Linked DNA regions of Mus musculus: region 1 is linked to region 2. A link is a contact called in public HiChIP or PLAC-seq data. All regions are on one chromosome and are shown on one strand. Each heading gives the region's core, a stretch centred on a gene start, on an enhancer-like site or on the middle of the called end of the contact. The rest is flanking DNA. Distances are from core to core; before and after follow the strand shown.

Region 1 (5,232 bases), core at 65-2,564, 300 kb before region 2:
CGCCTACTATCTTTTTGGTAGGAGCTTTAAAGAGTCTATAAAACATAATACAGAAAAAAATTAGGGTTTTGTTTTGTTTTGTTTTAGTTTATTTTACAATTTAAAAATTACCATAGGGCTATCAAGATGGATCAGTGGGTGTAAATGTTTGCCACACAAGCCTGACAACATGTGTTTGTGCTCTGGGACACACAGTGTAAAGAAAGCTGTCCTCTGACTAGCAGGTGACTACCAAATAGGCAAGCCAATACACACCTCACATACACTACAATGAGTAAATTGCTATGGTGCACACCCTGTTGAAATGTATCAATACAGCAAAAAGAGAATCATGTGCTCACCATTCAGAGAGTGATAACTAAATATTAGATTACTTTCAGACTGATTGCTATTCACATGTTTAGCATAAATTACATGCACCACAAAGTGCCTCTTTTTCATTTGAGGCTAAGAGCCTAACCATTAGCTCATATTAATAAATGAGCATTATATGTCACCATTTGCCATCATTTACATTTTCCATTTCTTGTTCATTTATGATTTATTTTCCTTTGTTGTTACAAGTTGTTCATTTACAATCACTTGTACTGTGAAAAACATTTTGTATCATTTTTGTGTTTGTTTGTTTGTTTGTTTTACCTAATCCTAACTATTTTCTTATATGGAATTGTGAAGTCTCACACACACAATGTGGTATGGTGTGTGTGTGTGTGTGTGTGTGTGTGTGTGTGTGTGTGTGTGTGTATGTACACTCAATAGCTTTTGGTACAGCAAAATTCCTTCCAGAAATTCCCTGGAAAATGGACCTGTTTTCCTGTACACTTAGGAATCTTGGGAAGTGAATGACTTTGCTAAGGGCAATGGAAACAACTAAGACTCGCTAAGTAGCCTCTTCAGTCAGCCACAGGACCCAGTACTCACTCTGTTGTGATATGCCCTAGTGCAAACTCACTAATGGCTAGTAACTTTTAATTCCCTGCCCCCAACCTACTCCCCCCAACACAAGAAGAGCATGCCCCGTGATGTAGATCTGCCACGTGCTTGTCCAATCAAGTAAATAGTTTGCCAGAGAAATGGAAGAACAAGAAGAAAAGAGCTGAGTGAAGAAGAGAAGGCAGTCTGCCATTCCCGTACTTTCCAGTGAGCCTCGGGGTATTCAGTATATTTATTCAGCAGACCAAAGGTTTTAATATGTAACTGAGCAATTGCTCCTATGATGATGAAATCAAGGTAGCTCCCTATTGTAAAGAGAAAAATTCCCCTACATAGTTTTCTCAAGCCTGCCACGAAGAAGCCAGCTAAAAATACCCGTCTGACTGATCAGAAAGTAACTTGCTCAGGAATTCTGTCCATCCTTGTCACTGAGTCCACATGGTGTTTTGGAATGTGAAGCTTCAGGATAGAACTGAGAGTAGCCATTTGGTCTGGACCAGTGTCATTAGCTAAAAGGCCCACGTGTCACCATGATAATGAACACTGTTTTAATACTTTAGTTTTATTCAGGGTTAAGCTTATTGTACTTCTATAGGGAAGGTTCAGATATTCCTTTGTAACATGTTGCTCCAGTCTGGAACATCTAGGCCTCATTATTTATATAACACAATACCAATCTATTAAGAATACCCTCAAAGCCAAGCTTGATAATGGCAGGTGCTTGTTATCCCAGCTACTCTGGAAACTGGGGCAGGATGATCACAAATTCAGGACCTGCCTGGACTATAGAGTTCATACGTAGCCTGGGAAACGTAATGAGGCTCTGACTCAAAATAAAAATGAAAGAATGCCTGGGACTGTACTCAGTGGTAGAATCCTCTGCATTCAATTTCTTGTACTTCAAAGTGTGTGTGTATGTGTGTGTGTGTGTGTGTGTGTGTGTGTGTGTGTGTGTGTGTGTGTGTGTGTATTTTCACTGGTGTGATACAAATATCTGACAAAAGCAACTAGGGAGGGAATGGAGGGGATGGGTTATTTTGAGCCATAACTTGCAAGGAAGCTAAGGTAGCAGGAGCTTAGGACAGATGGTCACACTGTGTCCACACTCAGGAAGGAAAGAGAGTTGAATGTCTGTACTGAAGTTACTTCTCTTCTATCCAGTCTAGGGCCACAGTCCATGAATGGTAACACCCCTCTTCAGGGTAGTTTCTCCCACTTCATTTAACCTATTCTAGAAAATCCCTCATATGCATGCCCAGAGGTTCATTTTCATAGTGATTCCAAGTCTTATTAAGTTGGCAACCAAGATTATTCTCTCTCTCTCCCTCTCTCTCTCCCTCCCTCTCTCTCTCCCTCTCTCTCTCTCTCTCTCTCTCTCTCTCTCTCTCTCTCTCTCTCTCCTCTCTGCCTGTCTCTCTCTCTCTCTCTCTGTGGGTGGGTGGGTGCGTGTGCGTGTGTGTATCTACAAGCAACTGTGGAAGTGTATCTGAAGGCAAAAACTGTATTCAAATAACTGATCAAAAAAGTTGAGAAGAGGAGACTAAGAGCTCATCCCTAAGTAGAACATCTTTATTAACACCCCCCCCCACCCCGCCATGGCTTTCAGAACATTCTAAAAAAGGAGGCAGAATGGATGTAAAAGCTGGAGCTGGAGGGTGGAAAGGAGTGCTGTGAAATACTGTCCCTGCTCGTTAGAAACAGCGGGGCTATCGCACACATGAATCCACACAGTTCTGGGTCCCTCCCTGCACAAGATCAAGACAGCTGAAGTGCAGGAAATGAGGGAGACCATCTCCAGGCTCTGCCCCTTAGTACAAAGCTATCTGCAGCAGATAGCTGCTGGGAAGGGAAAATCATTCTCCTCTGAGGGTGTGACCACCTGTAGGTTACGGCATGCCAGTGGACAGTCACACACCCGTCCACCTCGTCCACCCCATCCACGTATGGGCAGCATTAATTGGCATTAATCAGTTATCAAAAAAAAAGATATGAAATTAAAGAAGGGGTTGTTGGTGGAATGTAGAACAGACTAGAGAGATAAGCAGGAGTGTATATGATTTTATCCCATTCTATACATATATATGAAGTGATCAAATGATAAAATATATATTAGCTTTTGAAAATCACATGCAAAGCTATTCATTGAAATGCAACTAGAATAGGGAGAACAATAATAAAAATATTCAGCAATATAGTCATAAAATGGTTATTAAACAACCATAGCATTGTGCGGTTTGTTGCCACTTAGTATCTTTGAAGTACAGATGAGATGGAAACTGCTCTCACATAATGATAGGAGTGAGATGATAGGAGACGTTTATAAGTGATATGTTAAATCATCATAGAAAATGGTACTTACTTACATTTATGTATGAACAAAACCTGAAGGAAATTCACCAACATTAAAATAGAATTATCCCTCAGGGTAGGGAGCTCTTACCATCTATTTTCTCATTTTTCCCCTATATTTTTAAAAACAAAAACATGCTGGTAAGCCCATTTTCTTGAACTCAATACTATTATAATTTGGAAAAGAACAGATTGTTTCCAAAGGCAAAAGCAAAAGGAACCCAGGACCTAGTATAGGAAGTAAATTGATCTTGGGAATATGACCATGAAAAACTACTTTTTATTTCCACTCTCAGTTGTTTTCTAGAAAAAAATTAAAAATAAAAAATAAATTAAAAAAAATGCCACTAAATGAGGTTTCAAGGCCTTGACATTTCTCACATCAACTTTCACAAAAGCAGCAAGGTTAACTTGCTTCCTACTGTTGCAAACTCCTCACTGCCTTTGTAAGGCCATGGCTGGCCCCAAAAAAGACATAGCTCTGCCAGGAACACATACTTCTTTTTCTGGACTAAGTGAAACCTTATGGGAGATGGTTTATATGGCTACTAACCTTCCTGGTGATTTAATTGTGCAGGCGCTTTGTTCAGTTGGGAAATGTGGCCACAAAGCAGTTTTAGAACAGATCGCTCTATCTGCTGGGGCCAAAGAATTACTAATTACCTAAGTAATTATGACATAGCCATATCAATAGCTCTGTGTGACTGGGAAAGTCGTGTTCTCTGAACCTATGTGCTAGAAAATATGCAAATACAAGCCTCTGGACTCTTTGCAGGAAGTAGAGACTATCAAAGGTTGTTCACGTTTCAATAACATAGAATAATTTTTATAGAGCTTGCTACCTAGTGTCTTCATTCCTACTCTAAGCTCTTGCAATATGTGAGCCTTATGATTTAAGCCAGCTTACAACAATTGGGTTTAACCAGTAGATGCTTTCCGCCACGGCCTGACCCTATACAAGCCTCCATTTTGACATGTGTTATTTTCTGTGATTGTTCTCTCAACACGAGTCAAGCAAAGCCAAGGCTGCCTTGTACCTTCTGACTACGTGCATTATCATTCATGACTCCAGTGCTCACAGGTGCCATTGGGAATAAGCCCAATGACAGAACCAGATAAGCAACTGGAATGTTCCACCATGCCCTCTGGCTTAAGCTAGAGGCACTTACTTATCTGCTTAAAGTCTATATGTCAGTTCAGAGATGAAATGAGTCATTAGCTCATTCAAAAGATGTCAAGATCGCCACTGGAATGAGGCAGGGTGATGACATAGCTATCCAGAGAATGACACTAGTTAAGTCCCCAAGTTCAGAGCCATTGCTGAACGGCTCATGCATTGTTTCTCTCTAGGCTTGCCTCATCGAAGGGAGACAAAATATAGAGATGGACCACAACAAATGGTGGTCTCCTCTGACATAAAATCAGTACAGCTTCTTCAAAATAGCCCCCCAAAACCTTTTGTGAAGATTTCCCAGCAGGATCCGCCCAATATGGTGAGCTAAGTATTCTCTGGAATGCTTCCACTCCAGCTGAGGGCTACTGATGTCCCTCACTGGAGACCCATGGGTGAACCCAGTAAACTCTTCAAGTGTGTCACACAAAACAAGGCTTCCAGGAAGGAAACTGCCTCGGTCATGACTCAGATGTCTCTGATGACTTTTACCCAATGGTAAGCAGGACCGATGGGAAAATAAAAGTTGAAGGAAATTTATTTTGTGGTTCTATGAAATTGTGTGTCTCTCTGTTAGGGTCACTGGAGAATTCTTCTCCGTGATCACTTTCCCAAACACCGCTAAAAGTACAGAAGTTCAGGAAGTCCCCTCAGAGGAGCCTGCTATCATTTGTTTACATAAGGTTTTATTTTACATCACTTGTATACTGCTTGGGAATTAAAACATTTGGGGGGGTTCTTTTTTTTTTTTTTTTTTGTTCTTTGTTTTTTTACTCTTT
Region 2 (5,448 bases), core at 2,736-5,235:
ACTTATAACTCTTCCTAAGCCTAGCCTGAGGTCTCTTGACCCAGGTCCCTTAAGATTGCCTGGGAACAGAAGAGCAGAGATATTAAGACCGACTTTAGGGGGACATCTCAGTGGTTAAAGCGTTTGCCCCACACATGTGAGAATTGGAATTCAGATCCCCAGAATGTACCCAAGTACCAGGTGGGTCTTGGCAGCCTGCCTGTAATTCCAGCCACAGAAAGCAGAAAGTGGACATTCCCCCCCGAGCAAGCTGGCAAGGGAGATTAACCGAATCATCAAGCTCTTGGTTTGACCGAGAGAGCCTGCCTCAAATGGTCAATGAATTATGTGGAAGGACATTGGAAGATGGCTCCCTCAGGCATGTGAGCTCACAAGTGCATGTGCAACTACACACATGAAAACACGAACACACATACATAAACCTCACAACAAACATACATGCACACACACTCATAAACACACAAATGAGGAAGGAGGAGGAGAAAGGAGGAGGAGAAGAAGAAAGAGGGGGAGAGGAAGGAAGAAGAGAAGGATAAGAAGAAAGATGAGGAGGGGGAGAAGGAGGAAGAGGAGGAAGAAGAGAAGGAGGAGGAAGAAGGAGAAGAAGGAGGAGAAGAAGAAGGAGGAGGAGGAGGAGGAGGAGGAGGAGGAGGAGGAGGAGGAGGAGAAGAAGAAGAAGAAGAAGAAGAAGAAGAAGAAGAAGAAGAAGAAGAAGAAGAAGAAGAAGAAGAAGAAGAAGAAGAAGAAGAGAAGAAGATTGTTATAGTATCAGCCATATCAGTAAACACAATGGAGCATATTATATCTGTAAACTTAGCATTTGGCAAATAGAGGCAAGAAGATCAGAAAGAGTCTCAAAATGTATGTGTGAAGACCACACAGGGAAGAGAAATCTTACGGTGCTTGTTTAATAATAAGCACACTTCCCTTCAGATCCTTTGAGCCTTCAACTTGGCAGTGTGGCCTGACCAGAGCAGGAGTCACCACAGGGGGCCCATGGCTCAAACCATTTCTCATACAAAGTATTTTCTACCCTAGCTGTACTTTATTTTTAAGGTTGAATCAAATTGGGTGGACGATGTAGCTCAGTTGGTAGAGTGCTTGCCTAGCACGCATGATACCCTGGGTTTGATCCCCAGTACAGTATAAACTAGGAATGGTCATCTATGGCAGGGACAGGATAATCAGAAATCCAGGTCATCTCCCTACTGCACAATGAGTTCGAGGTCGGACCAGGCTACATAAAACCCGATCTCAGAAAAATAAAAAATTGAATTAGTTGCTAAGATTTAGTGATTGGGAAATCTCTGATGCAATCTGGATTTCTGGCTTCCTGTGAAAAAGCAGAAGGCTTAGGGACAGCTGCTCACAATAGGCAGACTAGGGCTAGGGGGTTGGGACAGCAGCAGAAGCTTGCTCCACCTAATAGACTTTAAACTATCAGTCTGGATAATTGCTACACCCAGAAGGGGCCTTGCTGGGAAAGATGCTGGTGTTGAGAACGGCCCTGTGTGACAGAATTACACTAATGAACATTCCAGTTAGCTGGGACCAAGTGCCCTGGAGCCTAGGTATTATAAGCTGCAACAGGGTGTCACAATACCATAACTGTGTTGGGTGACTTCAAGATACAAGTGTCCATTCTAATAAGTAAGACTGATTGTTCCTCTCCTTGCTATGGTCTATTTGTCCAACTCTAGAAGGCAATGGAATGGCTTCATTTTCCTATCACATTTATCTCTGGGCCAAATGTCCAAGCAATAGTACATGTCTCCCACATTTATGAGTGATGACCAGTTTACCATAAACCCAAACTAAGGAAATATCATTATGAGAAATGGCTAAATTATGAAATCTGTACTTATTTGAAATACCATTTCCTAGTGACATTTCCCTTTCGGCTGCCTTGCTCGGCATTAATGTAAGAATTATTTATGACTTGGCATTTCCTCGCAGCAGCTGCCCACAGGTCAGAGCAGAACGGAAGGAAATAAAAGAGCCTTGCTGGCTGTACCCAGTGCACATCAGCACTCGTGGCCAAGGCCAGGCAGCAAGCTCCTGGGGAAGGGCAGGGTACAGGATGCTCTGGTGTCCTTGGAGTTCAAACCCTGACTTTGGAGTATACCAGCTGTATGACCTGAGATAGTCATTTTACCCAGAAGTCAGCCCATGATGTGAAGGGCCATCTGGGGAACACTTATAGCTTTGCTCACCATATAGCCTATCACCACTCTTCAGTCACAAAAATGCCACTAGCCTTCATGAGCATCCCCTTCCCCTTACACTGCTTATTCTGTGGTCCAGGTCCCCCTGCCTACCAAACAAGTACTCCAACACTAAGCTACACCCCCAGCCCACTAATCTCTTTTTATAAAGTGCAAAGTCTATGGGATCCGATCTCACCAGATGACTTTAATTACTTACTTGTCTAAACAACAACAACAAAACCCTACCATGGGGTAATGGTGGTCTATGCCTTTAATTCCAGCTCTCAGGAGGCAGAGGCAGGTGTATCTCTGAGTTCGAGACCGGCCTCATCTTCAGAGGAGTTTCAGGACAGCCAGGACTACACAGAGAAACTCGTTTTGAAAACAAAAGCAAAAGAAACAACAACAACAACAAAACTGTACCAAAGCTAGACATTGGGGACACATGCCTGTAATCCCAGCACTTTGGAGATAGAGGCAGGAATATCAGGAGTTCAAGGCCATCCTAAGCTATGCAATGTATTTATGGCTATATGAAACCCGGTCTCAATCGCCTGCCCCATCTCCTCAGAGTTCCTGAAGTAAGGATTTCAACTTATTAACTAGTAAATAACTAGAGTTAGTGATATATATTACGATTTGACTATTTTTATATAGACATTTTTATATATGCATATGTGTGTATACACATAATACACACATGCTTTACACATAAACTTGTTCTGCGGTGATTCAAGCTCAGAGCACGTTAGGGAAGGACTCTAGCACTGACATTATCACCTCAACTCACCTTTATGTTTCATGTGTGAGAAACCTCACCACCCAAATTCATGTTAGTTCTTTCTGGAGATGGGGGGCATTTGCTCAGATTGATCAGGTCTGCCCTCCTAAATGGATTAGCATGTTTGTGGGTCAATGGATCATTGGAGGAGTGACTTGTGTAACACTACCCAATATGTTTGCTGTGTCACCCTTGTGCAAAGCTTTCTGCTGTGTCATACTGCTGACATAAGAGGAAGGCCCTTCTTACCGGAAGCCCCGTGGATGCCGAGCCTCTGACATCGAACTTCCCAGCCTCCACCACCACAAAGTGATCTGAACCTCTTTTCTTAGTAAATTCCCAAGCTTTAAACATTTTGTTACAGTGTCAGAAAGCAGACCAAGACAACACAGAACATTTGCTAAGGGGACAGACAATAGGTCCTTCTACCATGCTCTAGCCTCTGTGAGATAATGGATGTGCTAGCTCAACTGACTCTGAAAACCATTTCGCCTGGGTAGATGTGAGAGGGAGCAAAGACATAACTCAGCTTCTTGCATAGCATGTACTCGCGAGTGCGTAAAACTTGCTCCTGTGAAGCTTGACAAAGGCAGACCCCCCATGGGAGCCGGGGCAACAAACCTGGATGCTTCCGCCATGCAGGCCCTGGGGTATGGACTGCAGGCCAACAACCTCCCTTCCCCTCCTTCCCACCCCCGTTTACCTTGCTCACACCTGATTTTTTTTTCAGATTTATTTTAATGTATTTGTATATACATATGGCGGGAGTGGTGGATGCGTACATGGGAGAGAGCACTTTGTGGAGACCAGAAGAAGGTAATACCCTTAAGGCTGGAGTTACAGGCAGTTTGTGCATCTGAGTTACAAGCATTGGGTGCATCTGTTGCGGATGCTCAGAGTTGAAGCCGAGACCTTTGAAGACCAGTACACACTCTTCACCACTGAGCCGTATCTTTGGAGCCTGACTGTTGGCTTTGGTTTCCTATACAGATGGAGTTTCACTATGCTGTAGGCTGGTCTCAAACTTCTGAGCTTAAACATTCCTCTCACCTCTGCACCCTCCCATCGGTCTTCCCAAGCCATACGCTGGGATTCCAGCTGTAGGCCACCACATCTCGAGTTTGCACAGGAGACTTCCTCCTGCACGAGCATTTCCTCCCTGGGCTGCGTCGTGGCCATGTGGCAACGTTTCTTCCTTTGCTTCGCCTGTCTCTGCTTGCTCCTTCCCTCTCCTTGTTGCTGGCACCGGCTCTTCTGAGTCAGACAGTGCTGGGCTTCTTCAGGCTTGGCAGATAATTCTTCCTAACGCTATCTCACCTCTGGCTCGGGTCTTGACACTCATGCCTGCTGAACACACGGTTCCTCCCATGAGCTCCTGGTTGAGACATCTTCCTGGACTGAGTACTTTCTGAAATTCCTATTTCGAGTCCTGGCGGTTTACTGTTTCCTTGGCTACTAAAATCTCCTAAGGTAAACTGCTCTTTCCTGTTTCTGCCCACAGACTAGGGGATTCTCTTATAAAGGACTCTCTAAACATACCATGTTCTCATTGTTTTGAATTAAAACAAAACAAAAACCTAAAATAGCACCTTAAGGAAGGAAGGGTTTATTCTGGCTCGAGGTTTGAGGGCCCGTCTATCCCAGCAGGGAAGTCACAGCTGCGGAATGCGAGGCAGGTCACACCTCATCTACAGTCAGGAAGTAGAGAGATGGTCCCTGACTCTCAGATTGCTTTCTGTTTCAGCATCTGGTCTAGGGTCTCAGTCTATAAGACAGTGCTTCCCACATCTGGGGTGAGTGTCTCCTGTACATTTTTTTTTTCACCTGAGCACACCATGGATTCTGCTACGCAGGAGGATTCCAACAAATGTGTACTAAATGGAAGACCCTTGGTTAATTGGACCCTCCAGGAGACTATGCATTGCTTCAGTTCAGTTCTGAGCACTTTGAACTGGGCTCTGGTTACTTACAAATGTCAAGGCGGCCTCCTCTCAAAGTTCAGCTGCTTCTCAAGTTTCCATTTCCCCATAACTGTCATCAGTTGACAAAACTGTAAGTCTAAAGCATAGTTATTTGATGAGTCATGAACCCCACCTAGAGTGTTGTTGTGGACACTGGGCCTCACATAGGTAGAGGTTTCCTAAGCTTTTAATAAATATTTTTAATACCTGCAAGTGAGGTCATGTTTTAGTAATCGGATATCTCTATGCTCAGGGAGCTCAGACCATTCATAGTCTGGGTTGGGTAGTTAGTGACACATATAAAAGATGGTAAAGATAAATTAATCCAGGAGCTGGCAAGGTGGCTCAGTGGTTAAGAGCACTGACTGCTCTTCCTGAGGTCCTGAGTTCAAATCCCAGCAACCACATGGTGGCTCACAACCATCAGTAATGAGATCTGACGCCCTCTTCTGGTGCATCTGAAGACAGCTACAGTGTACTTAGATATAATAATAAATAA

The links. HiChIP or PLAC-seq counts read pairs in DNA pulled down with a chosen protein or histone mark.
Region 1: an H3K27ac HiChIP or PLAC-seq map of embryonic fibroblasts shows a contact between it and region 2, with 3 times the contacts expected there. The contact joins two enhancer-like sites. A contact is called at or near these places in 17 of 484 Hi-C or Micro-C datasets (B cells, the C10 cell line, CD4 T cells and 13 more) and 3 of 115 datasets of contacts at active chromatin or transcription factors (bone marrow-derived dendritic cells, embryonic fibroblasts and pancreatic cancer cells).

Annotation. Positions count from the first base shown.
Region 1 is chr1:83,095,908-83,101,139 of GRCm38.p6, reverse strand. No RefSeq gene overlaps it. Among named protein-coding and RNA genes, the nearest start is that of Ccl20, 18 kb to the left of the region's middle. Within about 2 kb of position 1,314, at least 20 of the 459 cell types and tissues checked have an H3K27ac peak or open chromatin away from gene starts, as enhancers often do. A contact at or near this core is called in embryonic fibroblasts and pancreatic cancer cells, where this site is marked.
Region 2 is chr1:82,795,033-82,800,480 of GRCm38.p6, reverse strand. No RefSeq gene overlaps it. Among named protein-coding and RNA genes, the nearest start is that of Gm34286, 11 kb to the left of the region's middle. Within about 2 kb of position 3,985, at least 112 of the 459 cell types and tissues checked have an H3K27ac peak or open chromatin away from gene starts, as enhancers often do. A contact at or near this core is called in embryonic fibroblasts and pancreatic cancer cells, where this site is marked.